Linked DNA regions of Sus scrofa: region 1 is linked to region 2. A link is a contact called in public HiChIP or PLAC-seq data. All regions are on one chromosome and are shown on one strand. Each heading gives the region's core, a stretch centred on a gene start, on an enhancer-like site or on the middle of the called end of the contact. The rest is flanking DNA. Distances are from core to core; before and after follow the strand shown. Region 1 holds the start of PURB (transcriptional activator protein Pur-beta). Region 2 holds the start of CCM2 (cerebral cavernous malformations 2 protein).

Region 1 (7,154 bases), core at 3,298-5,797, 60 kb after region 2:
TGAGACTCTCGGGTCTGTGTTAAGTTCTTGACCTTGATCACTGGCTCTGGTGAGACAAGAGACAGCCCTCGTTGTAGAAAAGAGGTGCTGAAGGGAAAAGGGGCATCGTGTCTGCAACTTATTCTCAGGGTGGATCAGAGGAAGAGAAACTGTACACAGAGATGATGAAGCGAGTGTGGTCAAATCCTACCATGTGGGGGATCTGGGTGAGAAGACCTACTCCTCAACTGTTCTGGGAATTTCCATTCTAAGCTTAAGGGAAAACAACAGGAAAACAAAGTGGGTCCCACAATGTCTGACCCCTTCCTCCTTCTCCTGGCCTGAAACCAGGGGAAGGCACAGGCCATCTGAGGCCATTGGCCCTGGTCCCCCAATTGCCTCACGGGTCTCCCCAGCCCTGGCGAGGCCCGCGTCCATCTGCTGCCTCCTGCCGCACCTCCAAGCTGTTCCAAGTGCTCCTGGCCCAGCCTTGGTGGGATCCTGGGCTACTCAGGTCCTCACAGCCTCCTCCTCAGTATGTGGCCTCAATCTTGGGCCCTGGCACACATGCAGGAACAGCTCCAACTTTGCTCCTCTCCACCAGAGGCTCCTGTATCTCTCCTCCACTCCCTCCCAGGCTCACAAGCCAAAGGATGCCTTCTTGCTCCATCCAGCCCAGCCCCTCTCCCCACGTGCCCACCGTGCCCACCATCCTCCCTCGATGACCACGCCCCCTCCCAGCCCCTCCAGCTTTGGGGCCTGCTCAGGTCTCCTGGGCAAGGCAGCTTCATGCGTCTCTTTGCCAGTTATCATTCCCTTTGTCACCGGGTCAGGTCCTCAACCCACACTCCTGCCCTGGTTGGCACGGTGACAAATGGAGCTGCAGTTTCCGCTCCACCTCTTAGGAGCGGTGTGCTTCTCGGCACATTTCCAGGACGGGTGGCAAGTGTACAGTTTCCGTATGAACGGTGACACCCGACCCCGGTCTCCTCTCTCTCCCCATCTTGTTCACCTGTCCCTGTTTTCTCTCCAGAGCCCCCTGGGAGCTGGGGTCAAATCCACACTGTCTGCTGGATGCTCCTAAACCTGCAGCCCCGCTGCTGCCCTCCTGCCTGGCTGCGTTTGTCTGGGCCCCACAGCTGCTTGGCCACCTCCCCTCTGGCGTCCAGCTGGCTCCTCCAACTTAACACGCTAACACTTAAGACTCACACTCACTCGAGCTGGATTTGCCAAAAGGCAGTCACAGCGAGTGCTTAGGGCCACTGAGAAGGAATGAACGGGGCGGAATCGGATACTTCAAAAACGTGTGAGAGCAGATCTTCCCGTTGTGGACTGTTTCTTGGGAATTACATGGGGGCGGCGGGGGGGGGGGGTACCTAGGATTCGCAGCAGCTGGGTGTCTGAGGTCTCGCTGCATCCTCCTATCAGTTCCATCAAGGGCCTTGGCTCTAGTCACTCAGAGCACACGCTCCCAAAGCACCCTTCATTCCTTTCTGCCCCACGTCTGTTTTTTAAATCTTGACCCTTCTTATGGCCCAAAGGTCTCACTGGCTCCTTGCCTCTCTATCAGCCCCATTTAGTGCCCGCGGGCTTTTGGGCCTACAGCGTGGTTGTTGCCTCTTACCCAAGCCCACCCAGGCTGTCTTCCACCATGGGTCACCTCCTCCAAGCACACCGAGACGGTGGGTGTCACACTCCTGTTCACATGGCTCCAGGGGCTCCCCCTCGACTTAAGCCCAGTTTCTTGCCTGCCAGTGAAGGCCAGCCCCCGGGTTCAGGTTTAGCTGCCTGCAACTCCTTTGTTCACCAACCCCTCGTCACAGGCCCTGGGCTCCAGCCAAACTTGACTTCTCGCCATCTGGGAACACATGTTCCCTCTGCCCAAAATACCCTGCATTCATCTCCACCTGTCGAGATCTGTCCTTGAAGGGTTATTCGATAAATAGTACTGGGACAATTGGTCATTCGAAGGAAATTTTTTAGATTCTTCACTTCATACTACGGACCAAAATATATTCTAGATAGACTAGCGTTAAACATAAAATATAAATATATGACACAATCACATATATTAAAAAAATCAAACTGTAGGGAGTTCCCTGGTTGCTCAGTGGCTTAAAGATCTTACACTGTCACGGATGCGATATGGGTTCAATCCTTGGCCCAGGAACTTCTGCATGCCACAGGTGTGGCCAAAAAAAAAGAACGATAAAAAGTCTGGAGTTCCCATTGAGGCTCAGCAGGAACACATCTGACTAGTAACCGTGAGGTTGCAGGTTCGATCCCTGGCCTTGCTCAGTGAGTTAAGTATCTGGCATTGGAGTTCCAGTTGTGGTGCAGTGGAAATGAATCCAACTAGTATCCATGAGGATGGGGACTCGAGCCCCAGACTCGCTCAGTGGGTCGGGGATCTGGCATTGCCGTGAGCTGTGGTGTAGGCTGATAGCTGTAGCTCCGATTCCACTCCCTAACTTGGGAACATCCATATGTCACGGGTGCGGACCTAAAAAGCAAAAATAAATAAATAAACAAATAATAAAAGCTAAAAAAAAAAAGTATCTGCCATTGCCTTGAGCTGTGGTGTATGTACGTTGCAGATGCACCTCGGATCCTGCGTTGCTCTGACTGTGGTGTAGGCCGGCAGCTGCAGCCCCAATTCGACCCCTAGCCTGGGAACTTCCGTAGGCCGCACATTCACCCCTAGAAAGAAAAAAAAGATAAAGTTTGGAAAATGTGTAACTGCCAAGCATACGAAAAGGGAGAAGATCCTAAGCTTAAAAGCCAAGAATGAAATTTCAAAGGAAACAGCAATAGATCTAACTCATTAAATAGAACATGACTCATTAAAACCAAACTAGTAGAAATGAACAGAAGGGTAGAGAGTGCTTCACATGAGCTGAGTGCTGGGACCCCCTATACAGGGAAGTTGCTTGCTTAGCAAGAAATTAGAGGAGCGTCATGGACATCTCCTGTAAAGGCATAGTGGTGCCTGACATGGCCTTCCTTCCCTAGGGATTTGAAATGTCCAAATCCTCTCCAGGACTGAAATGTTCAAAGCCCCAAATTTGACATCTTTCCCTGGACGACCTTGTGTTTGGTTGATAGCGATTATTTTAAATTTGTTTGATTGGGTCTTTCTTACCAAACAGGAAAAAGGGTGATTAAGTACTTGGAAAGTGCTTCCTTTGTTGCAGGTTATGTGCTTTGTGTGCATTAGAGCAACCCCACAAGACAGGTACAATTACTCCCATTTAACAAGCGAGGCAACGGAACCTTAGAGATGAACTGAACTGCGCAAGACCTCACAGCTACAATGGGGTTCAGACCCACGTAGAGTGACTCTCAGCACACACCTCCTCCCATGGAAAGACATGCTTTGCACTTTTTTTTTAAGGCGGGTGGAGGCATGTGGAAGTTCAGGGGCAAAGACTGATCGCTGGCCACAGCCACTGTAGCTGAGGCCACACTGGATCCTTTAACACACTGCCCCTGCCAGGGATCCAGCCCGTGCCTCCGCAGGGACCCAAGCGGCTGCAGTCAGAGTCTCAACCCAATGGGCCACAGTGGGAACCAATTTTTAAATCCATTCCGGTTTCTCCACACAACGTGAACATGGACACACGAATTCTTCCGCGCAAAATGGTTGTCAGTACCTGTACATAGGTATTTGATAAAAGTTAACTCCTTCCTAGGCGCTTCAGCCCCACTACCACTGCTTAGTTGAGTCCTTCATTTTTTCTTACGTTGTTGTCATGGTGAAGATGATATTATCATGTATGTTTCAGGCACTATAGGAAAAAAAGGCAAGAGGCCACACTTAGTGAGCATCACTATAACTCAGGTATCATGCTAAACATTACTCACAGATTACTGTCCAGCAATCCTATAAAACTCGTTTTAGTTCTTTTTTTTTTTTTTTTTTTTTTTGTCTTTTTGCTATTTCTTGGGCCGCTCCCACGGCATATGGAGGTTCCCAGGCTAGGGGTTGAATCGGAGCTATAGCTGCCGGCCTACACCACAGCCACAGCAACGCGGGATCCGAGCCGCGTCTGCAACCTACACTACAGCTCATGGCAACGCCGGATCGTTAACCCCACTGAGCAAGGGCAGGGACCGAACCCGCAACCTCATGGTTCCTAGTCGGATTCGTTAACCACTGCGCCACGACGGGAACTCCCCCGTTGTAGTTCTTAACGCAGACGACCTCAACATCCTCTCTCCTTTAATTCCTCTGTTTACAAATAATAACTGTATTCGGTATAATTTCCCTAGAATAAACCGCACTTATTCAAAGAGTACATTTCAAAGGTTTTGGCACATCTGTGAAGCCACCATCACAAACAAGCGCACACTATTTCCAACACCCTTAAGCTTCCCAGGGATCCTTCCCAGCCTACCCCTCGGGTCCTCCGCCCCGCGCCTGCGGCCCCGTGACGTCACTGCCCTGCGCCCCGCCGCCGCCGCGCTCGACACTTCCGGCAGCGAAGACGTAATGGGCGGGGCGGGGGTGGTGTCACGGAAGCGCGCGCCGGAAGCGGGCCCGCCGGAAGTGGCGGGGCGGGGCGCGGGGGCGATGGGGGGTGGCGGCGGCGGCCGGCGATGAGCAGCGGGAGCGCGTGAGCAGGCCGGCGGGCGAGGCTGGGGGGCCCCGGAGAGCGAGCCGCAGGGCGGAGGGCGGGGGCGCGAGCGAGGCGGGCGGCGGGCGGCGGCCTGGGCGCGGTGGCGGCGGAAGCCGAGAAGATGGCGGACGGCGATAGTGGCAGCGAGCGCGGCGGCGGCGGCGGCGGCGGGCCCGGCGGCTTCCAGCCCGCGTCCCGCGGCGGCGGCGGCGAGCAGGAGACGCAGGAGCTGGCCTCGAAGCGGCTGGACATCCAGAACAAACGCTTCTACCTGGACGTGAAGCAGAACGCCAAGGGTCGCTTCCTCAAGATCGCCGAGGTGGGCGCGGGCGGCTCCAAGAGCCGCCTCACCCTGTCCATGGCGGTGGCCGCCGAGTTCCGCGACTACCTGGGCGACTTCATCGAGCACTACGCGCAGCTGGGCCCCAGCAGCCCCGAGCAGGTGGCAGCGGCGGCGGGCGCCGAGGAGGGCGGTGGGCCGCGGCGCGCGCTCAAGAGCGAGTTCCTGGTGCGCGAGAACCGCAAGTACTACCTGGACCTCAAGGAGAACCAGCGTGGCCGCTTCCTGCGTATCCGCCAGACGGTCAACCGCGGCGGCGGCGGCCCCGGGCCCGGCGGCCTGCAGAGCGGCCAGACCATTGCGCTGCCCGCGCAGGGCCTCATCGAGTTCCGCGACGCGCTGGCCAAGCTCATCGACGACTACGGCGGCGAGGACGACGAGCTGGCAGGGGGCCCGGGCGGCGGCGCCGGGGGCCCCGGGGGCGGCCTCTACGGAGAGCTTCCGGAAGGCACCTCCATCACGGTGGACTCCAAGCGTTTCTTCTTCGACGTGGGCTGCAACAAGTACGGAGTGTTCCTGCGCGTGAGCGAGGTAAAGCCTTCCTACCGCAACGCCATCACCGTCCCCTTCAAGGCGTGGGGCAAGTTCGGGGGCGCCTTTTGCCGGTATGCGGATGAGATGAAAGAGATCCAGGAGCGGCAGAGGGATAAGCTTTATGAGCGACGCGGCGGAGACGAGTCGGAGGGAGAGGAGGTGGATGAGGACTGAAACGCGCAGCTTTCCCTACGGGCCTCTCCACCCCACCACCGTCCCCTTGGCTAGAGAGCTCCCCTTCCTGTTCATCCCCCAGTGAGCTAGAGGAGGGGGAGCGAGGGAGGCCCCAGAGGGAGAAAACAAAATTTAAAGTAATATAGTTAATTAAGAGAAGTAACCAGAAGAGAACCGTCACGGACACTTAGCGAAAAGCAGTGAAGTTCCAAGATACTGACAGCAACCTGCAAAGAGAGGAGAGAAGACAAAACAACAGCGTCTCCTCACCTGAGCAAAACAGTCTCAGCTTCTGTTGCTTCCCAGCTGAGGTTCCTGAACCCTGGGTGGGTCAGATCCTTGCACATTGGCCAAGGAACACCTTCGAGTTACCCAGACCCATTGCTGACAGTTGAGTTTGTGTTGTACCTGGGTAACCTGTTGGGAAGATTTTTCCAGACCACACTTTGGCCGTGTCTATCCCTTCACCTCCGTTGAAGTCAGCGTTTTGAACCTAGATCTTCATGGAATTCTTGTGAAGAGAGAGGCCTTTTCAGTTACCCAGTTCTGAGGGTACACGTTTCCTAAAGAGGAGCAACTAAGTAACCACAGACAGGGCAAAATCATTTCGTGAAGCCACCAGGGAATACAGAAACAAACTGGGTCCATTTTGTTTCACATGGTTTTGCATGGGACCTGAACCAAGGCCCATGTCTTTGCAGAATTGTTTTCCGGGATGCAAATGGATTCAGATATCACTCCTTGAACTAGAAGCCGTTACTATAATATTTTGAAAGCTGGCAAATTTTTTTCAAAGCTAGAAGAGCAGTTTTGCATGGGGGGTTGCTGAGGTAGGCACAAGAAGAAATCGGACATAAAGCACAAGGAAAACTGTTTGAGTGGATTGGTTGCTGCTCACTAAAGTTCTTCCCCGATCTCCAAATATGGAGGTCATTACCGAGAAATGGCTTAGATGTGAATGAGAGCCAGATCCCTGTGGCTCCACCGCGTGAGCCAGTGAATTGTGGCTAATTCGGCTGTTTCGGCCACTGGTTGGCTGGATTTTAAACCATAAAACTTGAAGATAGCTACAAAAGGAACAGTTTGGCTACAAGCCTGAGCTTTAATGGAACATACGTCCTCACAGAAAAGTTGGAAGTAACCAAAACTGAAGTTTTCATCTACCTTCAGTTTAGTCTGTGGATTTGTTCAAATACTAAAGATCCTCAGGTCCAGAATTCCAGCATCATTTATTCTTTTAAAATAAATTTTTAAGAACTTGATCCGTTGTATCAGTACCTCACAATCAAAGTTGGCAAATGATGGATGAGTGATTCAAGCAGCGTGCCCTTTGGAAGCTGAAATCCATCTGGATGGAGCCGAAGTGAACGTGAATATGCTGACTATATCCTGGAAGCATTTTTATACCATCTTGCGATTTCAACAAACTGGCTTTTGCCAGTTTATCCAGCTGTCTTTCAAGAATAAAAGTTGGGGTTTTCAAGGATCGCCTCTTCTATATTTTAAAT
Region 2 (7,233 bases), core at 4,348-6,847:
GTTGTCACCAGCAGTTTAAAAATAAAAACAGAATTAAAAAAAAAAAAAATCAGAGTGCATTGCTTATAGTGAGAATTGTTTTTTTAAACTTTCATCTCGGCCATACAAACATTTACACACACGCGTGTACCCCTGGAGAAGGTACAGCTGCCTGAGGGCTGGTCTAATTCAAGCTCCCAGCTCCTCACAGGCACTAGAGCTAAGGGATGATTTGCTAGTTACGTGAGCTGACACCCAGGGTCCATGGTCTAGAGGAGTTTTCTTTTCCCCACTCTGTATATGGAAACTTCAAGAATTCACCAAAGTAAAAAGAATAATGAATAGCCAAAGCATTCAGCTATGCCCCACTTTTTTTTTTCCAGCATGAGTAAAAAGCAAATCTCAGAAGTCACATTATTTCACCTCCTAATGTCTCAGTCTACACGTCTATCAGATTAGAACCAGACAAAACATAAGTAATATACCCAACAAAACTAATAATAACTCATTATCACTTATACCCAGTCCTACATTTCTGGGTACTTTCTAACCGTTTTCATTTAAAAATACAAATAGGAGTTCGCATCGTGGGGCAGTGGTTAACGAATCCAACTAGGAACCATGAGGTTGTGGGTTCGATCCCTGCCCTTGCTCAGTGGGTTAACGATTCGGCGTTCCTGTGAGCTGTGGTGTAGGCTGGCAGCTGTAGCTCCGATTAGACCCCTAGCCTGGGAACCTCCATATGCCACGGGTGTGGCCCTAAAAAAATAATAATAATAATAATAAATAAATAAAAATACAAATAAAATAAATCAACAAAAAAAGTATTTAACTTTGTTCAGGTTGAAATCATGGCCACTGTGGTGTGACCTATGACCCAACAGCAGAAGCAGCAGAAACTGGGACCTGAACAGGTGACTTCACACAACTGTATCTTCCCAAGGACTGTGATCCTCTGAGTCAAGTGTTTTTATAAACATGTACACAATCCAACCCAAGTGTTACACCTAAGTTTCTCACAAAAAGGAGATGCATCCTGACAGAATGAGCATCAAAATGCATGGAACTCGGGTCTGTTTTGCAAGGAGGCAGAGCCTTACTCTCCAAACCCCCAAGCAGGACTCATGGTCTGAAAGGTAGCCGTCCCTCTGGGGACAGGTCAGGCAAAGAGTGACCCCCAGGGTCATGCCTCCCCCCAGCCAGTGCACTTCTCTGTCCACATGCTCACCCCCAGGACCTCTCCACCAGCTCCTCCCACACCCCGGCACCCGGCACCTGCCGCGGGACAGGACTGCTCGAGTTCCCCTCATCACGTGCCAGGGGAGCCGAGGAAGGCCGGGGCGCTACCTGTGCGCTCTACGTGAAACCCACTCTGCTCTAATGGCTCTCTGGAAGCTCAGGGAGTCCTGTCCTGAGCAGAGAGGCCACATTAGAACAAGCCTGAATAACCGCTCAACAGAACACCAAGACAAGCATCTAAAGACCCGTGAAGCCTATCAATCCACTTTTTTTTTTTTTTTTTTTTTGGTCTTTTTGCCATTTCTTGGGCCGCTCCCGTGGCATATGGAGGTTCCCAGGCTAGGGGTCGAATCGGAGCTGTAGCCTCCGGCCTACGCCAGAGCCACAGCAACGCAGGATCCGAGCCGCTTCTGTGACCTACCCCACAGCTCACGGCAACGCTGGATCCTTAACCCACTGAGCAAGGCCAGGGATCCAACCTGCAACCTCATGGTTCCTAGTCGGATTCGTTAACCACTGCGTCACGACGGGAACTCCATCAATCCACATTTTTAAAGATTTAAATCGGCATGTTCTGAGGAAACTAACTTGGAAAGAGAATTTAAAATTTTTTTTGTTTTATAATGATTTTTATTTTTTCCGTTATAGATGGTTTACAGCGTTCTGTCAATTTTCTACTGTGCAGCAAGGTGACCCAGTTACACACACACATGTATACATTCTTTTTTCTCACATGATCCTGCTCCATCACAAGGGACTAGACATAGTTCCCAGTGCTACGCAGCAGGATCTCACTGCTCATCCATTCCAAAAGCAAGTTTGCATCTATTAACCCCAAATCCCCAATCCATCCCCGCTCCCTCCTCCTCCCCCTCGGCAAACACAAGTCTCTTCTCCATGTCCACAATTTTCTTTTTTGTGGAAAGGGTCATTTGTGCCGTGTATTAGACTCCTGATGTAAGTGATATCATATGGTATTTGTCTTTCTCTTTCTGACCTACTTCACTTAGTATGAGCGTCTCCAGTTCCATCCATATTGCTGCCAATGGCACTATTTTATTGGAAAGAGAATTTAAATGTCCAAACAGTACTTTCATAAAACTATCAAGTCATTACTCGCTGCTTTAGCTTGAATTTGTGTGTAAGTTTTAAAATAGCTATCTCTGGTTAATTTACCATAATGAGAACTACCTAAGCATCAAATTTATTGAGTTGGACGTGACCTCACACCGAATGCAGGAGCAGAGCAGGAAGGTTCTGCTGGCTTGTGACTGGCTGAGAGCAAGAGGTAAAGTGTGCTAAGTCGTGGCCTGGATAGGAATCCACGCCCCAGAGCTGTCTGTCTGGCCTGCCTATGGGAAAATGAGCCGGGGCATCGGCAGAGCACAAAGAAAACACAGAACGCCCAGCTTAGGCGACTCCGTAATAACCCATCACCTCCTCTAACAGAGAGAGTGACAGGTCCTGCCCTCCTCTGAGCCTCCACCTTCCCGGTGCCTGCCCCCGCCCCTCCCCCACTATAAAAGGTGGTGGGGTTTTTTTTGGTTTTTTTTTTTTTTGCCTTTTTAGGGCAGCACCCATGGCATGTGGAGGTTCCCAGGCTAGGGGTCAAATCAGAGCTGCAGCTGCCTGCCTACACCACTGGATCCGAGCCACGTCTGCGACCTACACCACAGCTCTCGGCAATGCCAGATCCTTAACCGACTGAGTGGGGCCAGGGTTGAACCCAAGTCGTCATGAATACAAGTCAGGTTTGGTACCCCTGAGCCATGATGGGAAGCAGTTGCACTGGTGTTTAACCTCTATTCCAAAGGCTCAGGAATGTGTTACCTCTTTGTCTCTCTCAATATTGCTGAACGCTCAAATGTTTCTACCAAAGCTGATAGAAGGCTCTAGAGAAAATGCAGTCATTCTCATGCTTCCCTGGCAAGACAGGATAGCATGCATGTGGAAGGAGTAACCCTCCTTAGCAGGCCCTGTTTGGACGGACTGTCGAAGACTCTGTGGGGCCAAAACAGGTCCTCTGCTAGGACTGGACAGGCTCCTCTATGGAACGCCGGCAGCCAAGAGCACTGGACACAGGCCATGCCCTACTAGGGCCCTGGCCCGCCTGCCCACCTGTGGCAGGGAACAGTAGAACTGACTGCATTTCACATGGTGCCTCCTCTCCGCTTTGGCAGAAACGCTGAACTCAGCGCTCCCGCTCCCGCTGTGCAGTGGCCGGCGTCCCCCTGAGGTCTGTCGCTTGCCGGCTGAATCCCCTTCTCGGGTTGCTTTCCAGACCTCAACCATCTTTGTAGAGAACTGCAACTGACACTGCACTTAAATTAGATACGAGTATTTTTTGTTTGTTTGTCTTTTTAGGGCTGAACACACAGCATACAGAGGTTCCCAGGCTAGGGGTCCAATCAGAGCTGTAGCTGCCGGCCTACACCACAGCCACAGCAACGCGGGATCCGAGCCGAGTCTGCAACCTACACCACAGCTCACGGCCATGCCAGATCCTTAACCCCCTGAGAAGCCAGGGATCGAACCCATGTCCTCATGGATGCTAGTCGGGTTCGTTAACCGCTGAGCCACGACGGGAACTCCAGACGTGTGTATGGATAACATAAGAAAGGAAGGAGTAAAGGAGGTGGGAGAAGCGGCATTACACAGTCCTCTGAAGACCACCTGCCTGCACTTCCCTTCAAATACCTCAGTAAAATGGGGCACCCTGCGATGCGTAATCATCGCCGCAAGGACGGCTGCCTCTGAAAAGCAGAGGGTCGCGGAATTTATCAAGGTCTTTTATTAAACTTGTGTATAAAAGTGCACACACATTTATCAAAACGAAAATAATAGGTAAGACACGTCAATTATAAAGCCTGTATTTGAAAAAGATGCACTGCATTGAAACCCATTTTCCATTTTGATGACAGCTTATCCCACGTGGTTATTTGTCTCCGAAAAATGGTGAGTTTATCGATTACTCTAGCCTGTAATTAAAGCCACACTTTTAAAATTACACAGACTGAGGAACCTCTTGAACTATGTCCTAAATCTAACTGCCAAACATAACATCACTGAAATCACTCAGCTGGGATTAGGTAGAGCAAAACTCGACCTCTGCGGGCCTACCGTGAGTGAGCCTGCTGTACCATGAAACACGGTTTTTGCTTTTACTTGATACCCCAAAATTGAAGTCAACTCAGCAGCAAATGTTTCTCCATTACCGTACACCCCATTTTCTCAAAGATACTAACCCTGGAAAACTTTCTGGCCCATAACCAGGGCCAGCTCCTCTGCAGCCCCTGGTCACTGACCCGCGGGGAAGGCCATGTGGACAGCCTGGGTTTGGGGCAGAGTTACTGACCGGAAGGGGCGGAAAGGCGTGGCTCCTTCCTCCCCCGCGCTCCCGGCCGGCAAAGGACCACCTAACCCCATTGTCCAGGGGCTCGCCTCGTACTCCATCGCGCAGAGACCGACTCCCACGACCCTGTCCGGGACTGACCGTGGACTGTCCACCGGGGGGCCCTGGCCTGCCCGCCACGCTCACCCCAACCGCGGGTGCCTCCGGGCCTCTCCACGCCGGACTTCCAACCTGGGGCCTCTCCACGCCGGACTCCCGCCCGGGACCTCCCTGTGCCTGGCCTCCCCACGCCGGAGTCCACACGCCAGACTCCCGTCCCGGACCTCCCCACGCCTCGCCTCCCCACACTGAACCTCCCAAATCAAAACTCCCCTCCACGGACCTCCCGAAACCAGACTTTCCCACGCCCCGCACCGGCAGACCGACAGGCGGCCCCGAGCGACCCTCCCGCGTCCCCCTCACTCCCCCCCTAGTCCCAGCCCCAGACCCTCCGCCTTCCGCCAGCCTCCTGCCTTGGTCGGGGGTCCAGCCCACCCCGCGCCCGGCCCTCGGGAGGACGCGCCCCGCAGCCTCACCTTCTTGCCCTTCTTGCTCTCTTCCTCCATGTCGCCGCGAGCGGCCCCCGCGGCCCGGCCCGCCCCGGGAGCCCCGCGCCGCCCGCGGCCGCTACATGCTCGCCCCGGCCCCGCGGCCGCCGCCGCTCCTGCGCCGCTAGCCTGGCCGCAGTCTCCTCCCGCGGCCGCCAGGGGCCGTCCGCGCCCTGCACCCCGCACCCCGCACTTCCGGACCGAGGGCGCAGCCCCGCCCCCGCGACCACGCCCCGCCCCGCGCGCGCACGCCCCCTCGGCCCACACGCTCCGCCCCCAGCCCTTCCAGGCGGCCGAGAACGCGCCTGCCCTGCCCGCCCCTTTCAGGGCCGCGGGAGCGCGCCTGTCGCGCCCCTGTCCCACCCCACGCCCTTCAGGGAGGGCCTGCAGCCCGCGCCCACAAGCCCGGCGCCTCAGGGCCGCACGAGCGGCTCCAGCGTTTCAATTCTGCCGCCATCTTTTGGGCAGCCAACTTCCCAGCCTGCCTCACGCTCAAGCAGATTAGGCTCAGGCCGCCAAGAAACGGTGGGCGGGGCCGGCGGGAGGGGCGGGGCCTGTGGGAAGGTGAGGACGGGAAGTGGGGGTGTGGGGGCTCTGGGAGGGGCTGGCGAGAGGGGGCGCGGTCATCGGAGGCGGGGCTGCGGACCGGAGTGGTTGGCGGGAGTGGGAGGGCGGGGCCTGCAGGAAGGTGAAGGCGGGAAGACCTGGGCGGGGCTGCTCGAGGAGCGGGGCCTCGGGGAAGGGGCACAGGACCACTCCCTTTCCTTTCTCCCTTTGCCCTTCTTTCGTGTGGGTGCAGTGAAACTTTTTGCTAAGACTTCCTGTGTTTCAGCGTCAGCCTTCCTTAGACAAACACGTTGGGAAAGTTTAAATGCAACAGCGAGTACGTCCGGACCCTACCAGAATAAAATGTAGAACGGGAGTTCCCTTCGTGGCTCAGTGGTTAACGAGTCCCACTAGGAACCATGCGGTTGAGGGTTCGATCCCTGCCCTCGCTCAGTGGGTTGGGGATCCAGCGTTGCCCTGAGCTGTGGTGTAGGTTGCAGACGTGGCTCGGATCCCGTGTTGCTGGGGCTGTGGTGCAGGCTGGCGGCTACAGCTCCGATTAGATCCCTCACCTGGGAACCTCCGTATGCTGCGGATGCGGCCCTAGAAAAGACAAAATGAATAAATAAATAAAACCTAGAACCTTTTTTTTTTTTTTAATGGCACATAGAGGTTCCCAGGCTAGGGGTCGAAATGGAGCTACAACTGCCGGCCTACACCACAGCCACAGCCACGCAGGATCTGAGCTGTGTCTGCGACCTACACCACAGCTCACAGCAACACGGGATCCTTAACCCACTGAGCGAGGCCGGAGATCAAACCTGCAACCTCATGGTTACTAGTCGCATTGGTTTCCTCTGCACCACAAAGGGAACTCCCACACACAGAACCTTAATAGTCACCTAGAAATAACAGCCACCTTTTACCGATGAGGTCCAGAGAGATGGTTTGCCCAAAACACACTGTGAAGTGGAGTCAGCAGCAGCAGGCCCACTGTTTTGCCACCAAACAGCTGCCAGTAAGAACCCTGCTGTTCAACTAAAATGTAAACTGATACCAAACAAAACAATATTTGTCTCGACTGGTTAACTTTTTAGAGTGTTAGATCCTGTGCCAGGGGTCAATGGTCTCTCTCTCGGCTCCCATCGTGGGATGGAGCTGGGCCCTTTGAGCTGTCCTCCCTTGCCAGGCGGCCCAGTGTGAAGCTTTGCGGGTAGAAACTGCAGGGAGGCAGTGCAGGAGGAAGGAGCTTTACTGCCTGGTTCCAGTGAGCTTTCTGAAAAAGCACCTGCAGAAAGAGGCCTCTAAAGCACCCACCTTCCTACATCAAGGGTAACTTCTCCAGCTCCAGGTTCTCGCAAGCACCTGGCTCTCCAGTGCCGGGAGCACCCAGCTCCCCTGTGGTCTGAGGTCGGCGAGACGCCGCCTTCAGGAACAGTTTTCCCACACTCTGGAGGGTGGACTACAGCAAGTTCTGCCAGCACTTCTCTGCCATTCCTTGAGCAGAGCTGTTCTCTACCAAAGGCTGGA

What was found. HiChIP or PLAC-seq counts read pairs in DNA pulled down with a chosen protein or histone mark.
Region 1: an H3K27ac HiChIP or PLAC-seq map of alveolar macrophages shows a contact between it and region 2. The contact joins the promoter of PURB here to the promoter of CCM2 in region 2. A contact is called at or near these places in 2 of 5 promoter capture datasets (fetal skeletal muscle and liver), 7 of 47 Hi-C or Micro-C datasets (blood, fetal heart ventricle, fetal skeletal muscle and 3 more) and 2 of 2 datasets of contacts at active chromatin or transcription factors (alveolar macrophages and skeletal muscle).

What each region holds. Positions count from the first base shown.
Region 1 is chr18:50,505,463-50,512,616 of Sscrofa11.1, forward strand. It overlaps PURB (transcriptional activator protein Pur-beta), which reads left to right and starts at 4,548. Exons shown (of 1, transcript XM_013985807.2): 1 at 4,548-7,154. The coding sequence starts at 4,720. The coding sequence ends at 5,646. It overlaps LOC106506854 (a long non-coding RNA gene), which reads right to left and starts at 4,370. Exons shown (of 5, transcript XR_002340473.1): 1 at 4,279-4,370; 2 at 3,633-3,767.
Region 2 is chr18:50,444,845-50,452,077 of Sscrofa11.1, forward strand. It overlaps CCM2 (cerebral cavernous malformations 2 protein), which reads right to left and starts at 5,598. Exons shown (of 10, transcript XM_021079071.1): 1 at 5,146-5,598. The coding sequence starts at 5,175. LOC100739791 (a long non-coding RNA gene) reads left to right here and starts at 5,668. Exons shown (of 6, transcript XR_002340445.1): 1 at 5,668-5,682.